Linked DNA regions of Mus musculus: region 1 is linked to region 2. The links are chromatin contacts, called in public HiChIP or PLAC-seq maps. All regions are on one chromosome and are shown on one strand. The core of a region is the stretch at or near the end of the contact, and the rest is flanking DNA. Distances in the headings are between cores, read along the strand shown. Region 1 has its middle 120 kb from the start of Gm24337. Region 2 has its middle 120 kb from the start of 4930423M02Rik.

What was found. HiChIP or PLAC-seq counts read pairs in DNA pulled down with a chosen protein or histone mark.
Region 1: a contact with region 2 is called in an H3K27ac HiChIP or PLAC-seq map of embryonic stem cells, with 2.6 times the contacts expected there. The contact joins two enhancer-like sites. A contact is called at or near these places in 4 of 115 datasets of contacts at active chromatin or transcription factors (all in embryonic stem cells) and 1 of 9 other capture datasets (embryonic stem cells).

What each region holds. Positions count from the first base shown.
Region 1 is chr4:5,801,717-5,807,038 of GRCm38.p6, forward strand. No RefSeq gene overlaps it. Among named protein-coding and RNA genes, the nearest start is that of Gm24337, 120 kb to the left of the region's middle. Within about 2 kb of position 3,740, at least 9 of the 459 cell types and tissues checked have an H3K27ac peak or open chromatin away from gene starts, as enhancers often do. A contact at or near this core is called in embryonic stem cells, where this site is marked.
Region 2 is chr4:5,513,424-5,518,485 of GRCm38.p6, forward strand. No RefSeq gene overlaps it. Among named protein-coding and RNA genes, the nearest start is that of 4930423M02Rik, 120 kb to the right of the region's middle. Within about 2 kb of position 2,253, at least 10 of the 459 cell types and tissues checked have an H3K27ac peak or open chromatin away from gene starts, as enhancers often do. A contact at or near this core is called in embryonic stem cells, where this site is marked.

The sequences.
Region 1 (5,322 bases), core at 2,490-4,989, 290 kb after region 2:
ATGCAAATAAAAGAAAGCATTATAAAAATGGGATTTTCAAAAACATTGATGATTGTCAACCTATTTTACTGATATATATTTTATCTTCTGAAAGGCAAATTTGAATCTTTGACTCTTCCTACTGGTTTTCAATTCATTCTGCTTCGCTTGGTGTCCCCTGCAACTAGAACCTTGCTTTCCAGAAGAAACATTTTTTTTAGAACTCTCCTGTGGATGGTAGTGATACATATTCAAATTAATAGAATAAGAAATTTTCTAAGCAACCAACAAAAGGTTTGTTTACTTGCCGCATATATAGAAATGTGACTTTTTAAGACATAGATGCCTTGGCATACTTAGCAATTTTGGGAGCAATTAAAATACTAAAAAATGTTATTTTCCTAAGAAAGCCATCTTTGGGGAGATGAACATTTCCTGGCCAAGTGTATACCATGGCTTGGGCTAGCTTGGTTGTAGATTGTGCTTGCAACCTCCACTATATAGCTAGTATCCTTAAGAGTCAGTCCACTCTCCTAGCCTCATTTATATACTGGACAATGTGAGGCTTTCTGTTCCTGTGAGAGATGAGAGCTTGTTTCTAGAAATGTTTCTATAAAAGATTATCTCAGTTGCTTAATAGGGGCTCATTTTCTAAATGTGAAGTACTCAACAAAGTATACCTTCTTCCAGCTCCTGAGAGTTTCATGTAGGCATACACTCGTGAATATAAGGTGACTTCATTCAAGGGTCCTAGAAACAAACTCAATTTTTTTCTGAAAAACCACCAAATCTTAAAGCAGATCTTCCATATCCATTACAGTGCTGCTGTCTAGCTTAGCTTTGACCGTATCATCTGAAGTATTGTTTCTAAAATTTCTAAATGGGAGCCTCCCCTCAGCCAGCCCCACTCAGCCCTCTGACATGCCTCTGTCTAGCAGACACCTTCTTGATGGTTAGATGGTTAAATGGAGTGGACTGTTGAGAAGATAAATCCTACCTTCTTAACACAGAGAGAATGTTCGACATCTACCTCTCAGACTTCAGACACATCTAGGCCTCCAGGATTCTACAAAAGACAAGTTACCATCAAGATCTTTTCCTACTAATTTTATAATACATGGTATAATAAATTGCCCCAGAACTCAGCCACTTAAAACAGTAAGTTCTGGTTATCTTGTCTGTGCACCAAAACCCTGGACTGGCTTAGCCATGTGGTTCCTGACAGGTTGTTTCATGACGATGTTCACAAGATGACGGATGGCAGTGCATCAGGATGCACAGGCTAGAAAGTCACTCTCTAATATAGCTTTCATGGCAAGTAACCTCAATTCCTCACAGGAAAATTCTCTCCAGTATTCATCAGTTCATCAGGGTTCTTCAGAAGAACAGAACTTATAGAATGAATATATACAAAAATACTAATACACACACACACACAATTGGGATTAATTACAATGGCATATAGGCTATAGGGCTATGTTTCAGCTAGTCCACCAATGGTTGTCTACCAAGAAGAAGCCCAAAAATCCAGTAGTTGTTCAGTCTGAGAGTCAAGATGTCTCATCTGTCCTTCATTATACATCAGGATCCCAAAACAGGCTCTAAGGCCAATAAAAGAAGGGACTTGCTATCAAGAACAGAGAGCAAACTTCCTTCTTCCATTACCTTTGCATAGGCTGCCAGGAGAAGATGTGTCCCAGATTAAAGATCCCAATTCAAAGATCAAGATTAAAAGTAGGTCTTCTCACTACAAATGATTTACAAAAAAAATAAATAAAAATAAAAAAATAAAATAAAATAAAATTCCTTGTGGTGGTGAACCCAATCATTTATATTTTAGTTAATTTCATATGCAGTCAAGATAACAACAGAGAGTAGCCATCTGCCTTATGCTTTAGGAATAACTAAGGACTGAGTGAAGAAGGCAGGACTGTCCTGTGTCCTACATCTCTATCACAATCAGAGCATTAGAGGAAGTGAACCGCAAATACAGCCCACACAGGCAAGAGCAAGGTGTGCTTTATGAATATGGCTTTGGATTGGAGTTTATTTATTTACTTATTCAGTTGGTTGATTTTAATTTGCTGGTACTTGGAATAGAACTAAAAACTGAACACATAACCTTGCACATGCTAAACAAAAGCTCTACCACGGGGCTGTACCCCCTGCAAGAAGGCCCCATGATAATGGATGAAAGTCAAAGAACAAGCAGCCATAATTTTAAACCATGGGCTGCTGTGACTCAGGAGTGTGTTGTTTTCTGAAGACTATTCACTCTCCCCTTAGTTTCAAGGATACTCTTTCAAGACAACAATCCAACTTTTTTTTTTTTTTAGTCCCTGGGCAATCTTACTAGCTTGTGGTTATTGTCATGGCTACAAATCCAGCCTGTGTAAGCCTACATTGTGCCCTTATTAAAGTATAGCTTCCTGATAATTATATACCTTGTGAGAGAGGGAAAAAATCTCCTAGGATGACAGTCCTAGGTTTCACAGTGTATAACACAGCAGTCCAGAGTATATGATAGATAATAAGTGTTTACTGGTAGTGATGTGAAATTTTGGCAGCAACAGTTGGCAAGGCATGGTGGTGTTTGTCTTTACTCTGAGGATCCCTTATCAAAAAACATGCTTGGGATCAGAGTATTTAGAATTTTTCAGATTTTTAGATTTGAGGATATTTGCATAGACTTTACTAATCAATGATCATAATGCAAAAATCTTGAAATCTTAAATGCCCCAAAATAGGAACTCAGAGCATCAAGTTGTCTTCAAACTTCAGAGCAATTCTGATTTTTAATCACATTCACCTTGCTTCATGTTTAAGCCCCAGCCTAAAATATAAACTCTGTCCCAAGGAGACCCAAGTGGCACTTTCTACCCATATATTAGAGATGAAAAACATCAGCCCCTTGGAGATGAAGGGGATGAAGGAGATGAAGACCCCATGGGAAGCAGGTGCTGGATAAACTTGAACTCAACACCACAATCCCTGCTCCAATTGTCTATGAGCTTTATTCAAAACCAGAGCGAGAGTTTATGCACAGAACAGAAGGGACCTTCAGCTCATTTGACCATTAAATCTGCTGCCAAGGTGTGTAAATGTGTTAAAGGCGTTTCAACTTCCAGCAATTCCCCGTTCACCTAAATGGGATCCCATAAATCTAGAAAAAAAGACTTCAACTGTTCCAACCTGAGTAGCAAACACTGAATTCAGAGAGACAAGGCCATTGGAAGATCATTCTTCCTTGCCGATTTTTAAGTGACATCCTGCCTTTTTTGGATCAAGGCTGTTTGGAAGGCTAAAGAGCAGAGACAAATAGCCACAAATCTACAGTCAGGAAACACATGAGGACTGTTTGAGGAGTCAGCATCTCTCTGTTCTCAAAGCCTTGTGGGGGTGCATGCTGTGCGGATGCTTTAGGAAACAAAGAGATCAAGGATGTCTGTAAGTTAAAGCTGAACTGGCCATCTTAGCTCAGAAAAGAGGACTGAGCTCACTACCCTTTAGAAAATGTCAAACCTAACTCATTCAATTATTAGCTCAGGAAATGGCTGTAAGGTGTGTCATTCTTGCCTGGGCACACACTACACTGTAAGGACACCCACCTTAAAGCTTCATACAGACCTCTCTCCAAGGTGATTTCAAGAGGATTCACCCTCTTGCTTTCTCTGAAACCTGGCAGAAAGGACTGCCAGAGGAGATGGCTCAGCATTTGCATCTCATCCCTCCACAATCTGAGACACCCCCACACACACACCCTGTTTAACAGGTGATCTTCATTTCCTCACCTATAAAAAGGGCAGGGTCATGTAATGCCTGTATTTCTTGACAGTTTGAATTTTGAAGCATTAAGATACATTTAAAGAATATGAAAAATTATTTTCTTATACTTTATTGGTGAATAGGGGACAGATGAGGCCCAGACACTGCACTGAATGGCACTTTATGCACTAGCTGCCATCCAGTGTTAGTTGGAAAAGGAAATGGGGTCTATCAAAGGATTCTTCTTGAATAGAAGGGACCTTCAGAAAGACTCATTAGCCTTTCTGATTGACAGAAGCTGACAGATGGGATGCAGCCAGACATACACCAAGTCACAGTGCTTTGGGGATGAAAATGAGCCTTTCACTAGCTGAACACTCCATTCATCTCAGTCTTAAACAAGTATTAGTGTCTTGAATGCTGCTCTAGGATTAGCCCTCAGTCACATTCTTTGACTCTCAAGAATTTTAGGATTAAATAAGAATCCACCTTGCCAACAGAGTATCTGAGAATTATGCTTTTTCTCAAAGACACCCATTCAATAATTAGGAAGAAGGAAACAAACCAAGGTTAATAAGACATCCTAAGACTCCTTTGTGTGTTTGAAAACGAATCTTGGAATCTAGTCTGGTAGAAGCTGGGTTTGATCCTCACCACGAAGTTGCATTGCAGAATTTTCTCAGACACGAAAAATATTGTATGTACTGACTGGTGATTCTTCCTTATAATAGTAGGTTACAAAAATTCATGTTTATTTGCATCAGGACTGAAGCTTCTGGGACTGACAGGAGTGATCAGTGGTCCTCCAGCTTGTTGCACAGCAAAGAAAAAGCTACAGAGAAATACGGTAAGACACTCATGTGACTATATAGAGCCTGCAGGCTGGTTGGTGGCACTAGAATGGAAGAAGCTGGTATTCTGACCTCACCAAGGAGGAATTTGCTGCCAAATCTTAGTATTCCATGTGGAGAAAGAGCAGCAATTTGTGAGCAAGCCTGCTCCAGGTGTTCCGTGATGCCGAAATGAAACAGTAAGAACCTAAATATCTGGTAGAAATCCTTTGAAGTTTGATCTTTCCTAAGGCAGGTGACAGGCTGCTTCCCTGCCCTGACAAGAATCTGGTCATTGGAAGTTGATCTCTACAGTTCACTGGATTGCTAAGATAGGATTATTGGTAGGTTGGCATATGATACACACTTTCAGCATGACTTCAACTTCCAGTGGATTTGTGATGTAATTCACAGGGAAGCTGGAGTACCTGTATTCCTGTCCAATGTGTCTTGCCTCAAAAACTACACATTGGCTACTTTGATTCAAAATTTTCCTATTAGGATTAGATAACTGTTTATTATTTAACCCTGGATGTCATAAAACTTCATACAGATAAAGCATTCTAAGAAATTTGAGAAAATTTTGAAGTTACTACCTACATTTTAACTGTTGCTTCTGTAAATACTTTATAGATGGCTAGTGGTCTTCAGAAGTGATTTCTCAAGTCAGATTTCTATATCTGCAAAACTCCAGGCATCCCCTGCCTATAATATACCCCATTGTCTTTACTCTCTACCCACAGCTGCT
Region 2 (5,062 bases), core at 1,003-3,502:
CACAGTACAAAAAGCAGAGGAGCTGTTGATGTTCTGTTCAGGAATTTGTCTCCTGTGCTGATGTGCTCAAGGCAGTTATCCAGTTTATATTCTATTAGATTTAGTGTGTCCAGTTTTATGCTGAGGTCTTTGATCCACTTGGACTTGTGTTCTGTGCAGGGTGGTAAATGTGGATCTACTTGCTTTCTTCTACATGTAGACATCCAGTTAGTCCAGCACTATTTGTTGAAGACACTTTCTTTTATCCATTGTATTGTTTTGGCTTCTTTGTCAAATATCAAATATTGATGGGTGTGTGCTTTTTTTCTGGGTCTTCAATTCTATTCTGTTGATCAACCTGTCTGTTTTTATACCAATACCATACAGTTTTTATTACTATTTCTCTGTAGTACAGCTTGAAGTCAGGGATGGTAATACTTCTAGACGTTCTTTTATTGTACAGGATTGTTTTAGCTATTCTGACATGTTTTTGTTATTGTTGTTTTTCTGTATGAAGTTGAGAATTACTCTTTCATGTAAAGAGTTGTGCTGGAATTTTGATGGGAATTGCATCGAACCTGTAAGATGGTAATTTTTACTATGATGGTTCTACCAATCCATGAGCATGGAAGACTTTTCTTACTTGTGACATTTTATTCCATTTCTTTCTTCAGAGATTTGAAGTTCTGAACAGAACACTAACGGCACTAAGATCAACAATTAATAAATGGCATCTCATGTAACTGAAAAGCTTTTGCAAGGCAAAGGACACTACCAATAAGGCAAAACAGCAACCTAAATGATGGGAGAAGACCTTCACCAACCCTACACCAGACAGAGGACTGATATACAAAATATATAAAGAACTCAATAAACGAGACATCAACAAACCAAATATCCCAATTAAAAAATGGGGTACAGAGCCAAACAATTTTCAACAAGAATCTCTAATGGCCAAGACACACTAGGAAAATGTTCAACTCCCTTAGCCATCAGGGAAATGCAAATCAAAATGACTTTGAGATTCCATCTTACACCTCTCAGAATGGTTAAGATCAAAAACTCAAGTGACAACAAATGTTGTAAAAATGGTTACATATTTATGTACTCAAAGCTGCTTGATTCTTTTAAGTATATACCCAGAAACAGAATTCTGGATAATAAAATAATTCTATTTTCAATTTGAGAAGGAGTAATCATCATAATTTCCTATGGTTCTCCATTGTGGCTATAACACATGATGTTCCAACTTATCCAAATCCATGCCAACACTTGCTATTTTCCGTTGTGTCATTATTGATTGATGATATCACCTGATGGTTTTGAGTTATATATCATGGAATATTAACAGTAATGAACATCTTTCCATTTATTTATTGGCCATTTGTATGTCTTCCCTGGAGGACCATCTATACAAGGCTTTATCATTTTATTATATTGTTTATTCTTTTGCATTTTAACAATATCTATCCATGCTTCAAGTTAGGCTGTTTTTTATTACTTACTAATTAAAATGTATTACATTTAATAGCAGTTAATTTAGAGAACACCTATCTATAGAGTATTCTCTCCAGACTCAGATATACAAGTGAATTTAGAGAACAAATTTAGGAGACTAGATTATTTCCTGTGCAGTTTCTTTTTCTATTAGGGAACAGCATATTCCTGCATTTAATTAATGTATTCTAATTAAAGAGTGATAGAACATTGCTTATGAAAATAAGGAAACAGGACTTCAGTTCTGTCATTTTATGTGACCACTTGTTTTTGTTTAAAGACAGTAGTGTGTTGGGCTCAACTTTTTTAATTTGGTAAATGCAAATGTCAGTTTATGCCACAGACCCTCTTGGTCCCCTGTCTGCGTAGAACGGGGTCTCTGGTTGTAGATGGGCAAGGAGTCAGTGAAAATGACAGACAAATTCAACACTAGAGGTTGTGTAGAATCTGAATGTAATTTGTCAAGTCGAGCATCGAACTTTTTATACAGAAGAATAACAAGAAACCAGGCGAGATACATCCACCGAGTTACAGTGACACAATACAAAAGGAATGTATACAGCAAAAGAAGGCGGGGACCAGGCCGAAGCCACTAAAAAGGGAGCCAGGTGTAAAGCTAGTCTATTCTTAAGCCCACCACCAGGGGTTCTTCGTAAATGCCTGATTTATGCTGTTTCTTTGGGCCAAGTGAAGAAACCTGTCTCAGGGGGATTCCCTAACACTTTCCTGGTGTACCCACCTGTATGCTAGGCCATTGTGAATTCCCTTGTCTGGGTAAGACTGGTTATTGTCTCAAGTAAACACTCCGCAGACCAGCCCGAGCTATTGGGCTCGGTTCTTTGTAATGCCTAATTAGTTTCACTGTCTCTACTGGAAGTAAATTTGAATGTTACTGAATAGGTAACCTTCTCACTGAATTCCTACTGAATTCCCAGTTTGTTGGCTTCAAGGATTTTCTGGGACATTGGAACACTGGCAAAGGCTTAGCTATGTCAGAATTCAATCTTAAAGGCACTTATAATAAAATAATACTAAAAGAGAGCACGTGGATCCATACACCAGACTAACTCGGGGATAGGGTATACGGGTTATTAGAACGCCAAAGTTCCAGGAGGTGAGTTTCTGTGAAACTCTTTGCCTCATGAGTGCTCCCAGGCCTCGCGGCCTGCCAAGCAAACTTCACTGGAGTGTGTGTAGCAATGCATTAGTAACAGCTTTCTAATGTTTTATTTGTTTTCAAATAATAGCAATGAGACAAGAAAATAAAGGCTAATAATTTGAATTGTTTCCTGTATAAGATTTGGAAGTCTGGGATATGAATTTGCTTAATATTACTGATTCTTGTGGTGTAATCAGCAGGTTCAATAAAATTTCTAGTGCCAGTATTTCTAATGTGACTACTATTACTGTGTCATTTAAATGTTATTATTTTTAAAAATCAGTATATTACCAAAGAACAACTTAAGTGTCCACTGTGGGAGTCTCACACATGAGGAGTGCCATACCAACACAACCTGTGTCCATTTTCTCATTTCTTTACTATTTAAGGGGTGACAATGGGTGACTGTGATACAGTCCATGCAGAGGTGACCTTGTCACAGAACCAAAGTTTATGAGAGACGTGACTATTACCCCCGTTATTCCTGGAAGTAATGTGGCATGATTAAAATCATTCTTTATCAGAGTGACATTTTAATACATTTAAAACATGATAAAGTGATGAAACAGAGCATGTAAGCGTAGGAGGTAGCTGAACCAACAGCTGTTTGTATCACAGCAGTACTGTCCCAAATGCTCACACTGATTTCCTCCATGGTCTTATGTGGACCATGATATCACCTTATAGAGTGTGGCTAACTGTACCAGTCATCAGGGCCTGATCTAATAGTATCCCTTAAGCCATTCCCTAGGACGTGGAAGCCACGATAGCAGTCCATCTGTTTGGAAGTGGCATGTATCTGCATAGAATGTTCCTGGTGGATGCTATGTGCCAGTTGTTGAATGATGAGCTGAGAAATACCTAAGGCAGCCAGAGTCAATTTTCCCCATCCTTTTAGTTGGCTCTGAGGGATGAAAATGTCAGTGTTTCCATAAATCTAGACTGCCTCAGAGATCCATCCAAATTGGCCACTGCCCTTTCTGCTCCACATAAGTCCTACTGCCAAGCGCCTCCTTTCTGTCTCTTTTCAAAATAAAACGTGAGTATGGAATTGAGTTCGTTCAGAAGTCATGAGGTAGAACAGAATAGGTCTGTGCATTGTTTAATTCTTTAACAAATAAGATGGGGACAGTCCATTTTTCAATCTTGTGCTGAGATACAATATACAACATAATTCATGCACAAATGCCAGCCTGGTAAATGTCACAGACTAAACAGCATTGCCACCAATGACAAATCAAAAGGAAAATTAGTGACATGCTAGCAAAGCCTTGATTTATTTCTAATCATGATTCTCTCTAGGGATCACCATTGTCTTTATGCACTCTGTCATCAAGATGACTGCTACTCATACTGGACCTCCTCTAATTTTCCGATGTGTGTTTTTATAGGACTGAGTAAGTACACAAGTCTATATTTAGGAATTATTTGTTTTTATGGATCATGATCATTAATTCTCAGTGTTATATAGTCTACTATTATAAAAATGGACACAGTGTTTGTAGTGTGTTATTAATGGACATTGAGAATTTTGAAATATGTTTATTAATTCTTTGAGAAATTGATGAATATTTCTATCATATTCATTCCTAGCTCCTCCTTTTAACTCCTCCAGGATCTACCACCCATGTCTCTCCCCTCCTCAACTTTGTGTCTTTTCCTTCTTCGTTTCTTCTTTTTTTAAATAATCCATCATAGGTTCTGTCCATATACTCCTGGATGTAGAGCCATGATCTTAGGTGTCAGGAGCTGCACCCTTAAAGAAAACTAAATCCCCAATTTTCCTCAAAAAGTCCTATGGCTTCTTCCCTGTGTGGGGGGACTCATGAACTCCTTCCTACTCTTTGCTAAAATGTTGGATGAATCTTACACAGGCAGTGGCAGTTGCTGTGAGTTGTAAGTACAACATCCTGGGAATATAATAAGTGATACTTCAACATTCTTATTTGTGGTTCTGAGTTTTTATCTGAACAGTAGCTCCCTGACAGAAGAAAAGTTGCTAGGTTGTATGATGTGATATATCCATCTCCATAGTGTTTAATATGAGTTATAACTACATTATAGTTTGCAATTCCCTGGTGACTAATATAATTAGGAGTCTTGTGCTTATTGAAATTTCAGAAGTTCTGTTAGGTTAAGTATGAAATAATTCAACTCTTTGGTGGACTTTCCTTTTGGGTTCTCTGAGTTCTTCATATTGTTCTTTGCAGTAAGAAACAAGAGATAAAAATGCATCTTTTATTTTCAAAATGCACAGATACCTTCCTACATGCCATATGCTTTGTTTTCACTCTTTTAATAATATTTTTATAAACAGAAATTCTTAATTTCAACTCAATTAAAAACTTTATACTTAATCTCTTGGATCTTTGAAAGAATCCAATTTGATTTTGATGCCTGTTGGGGTTTGGATGTGGACTCCTCCAA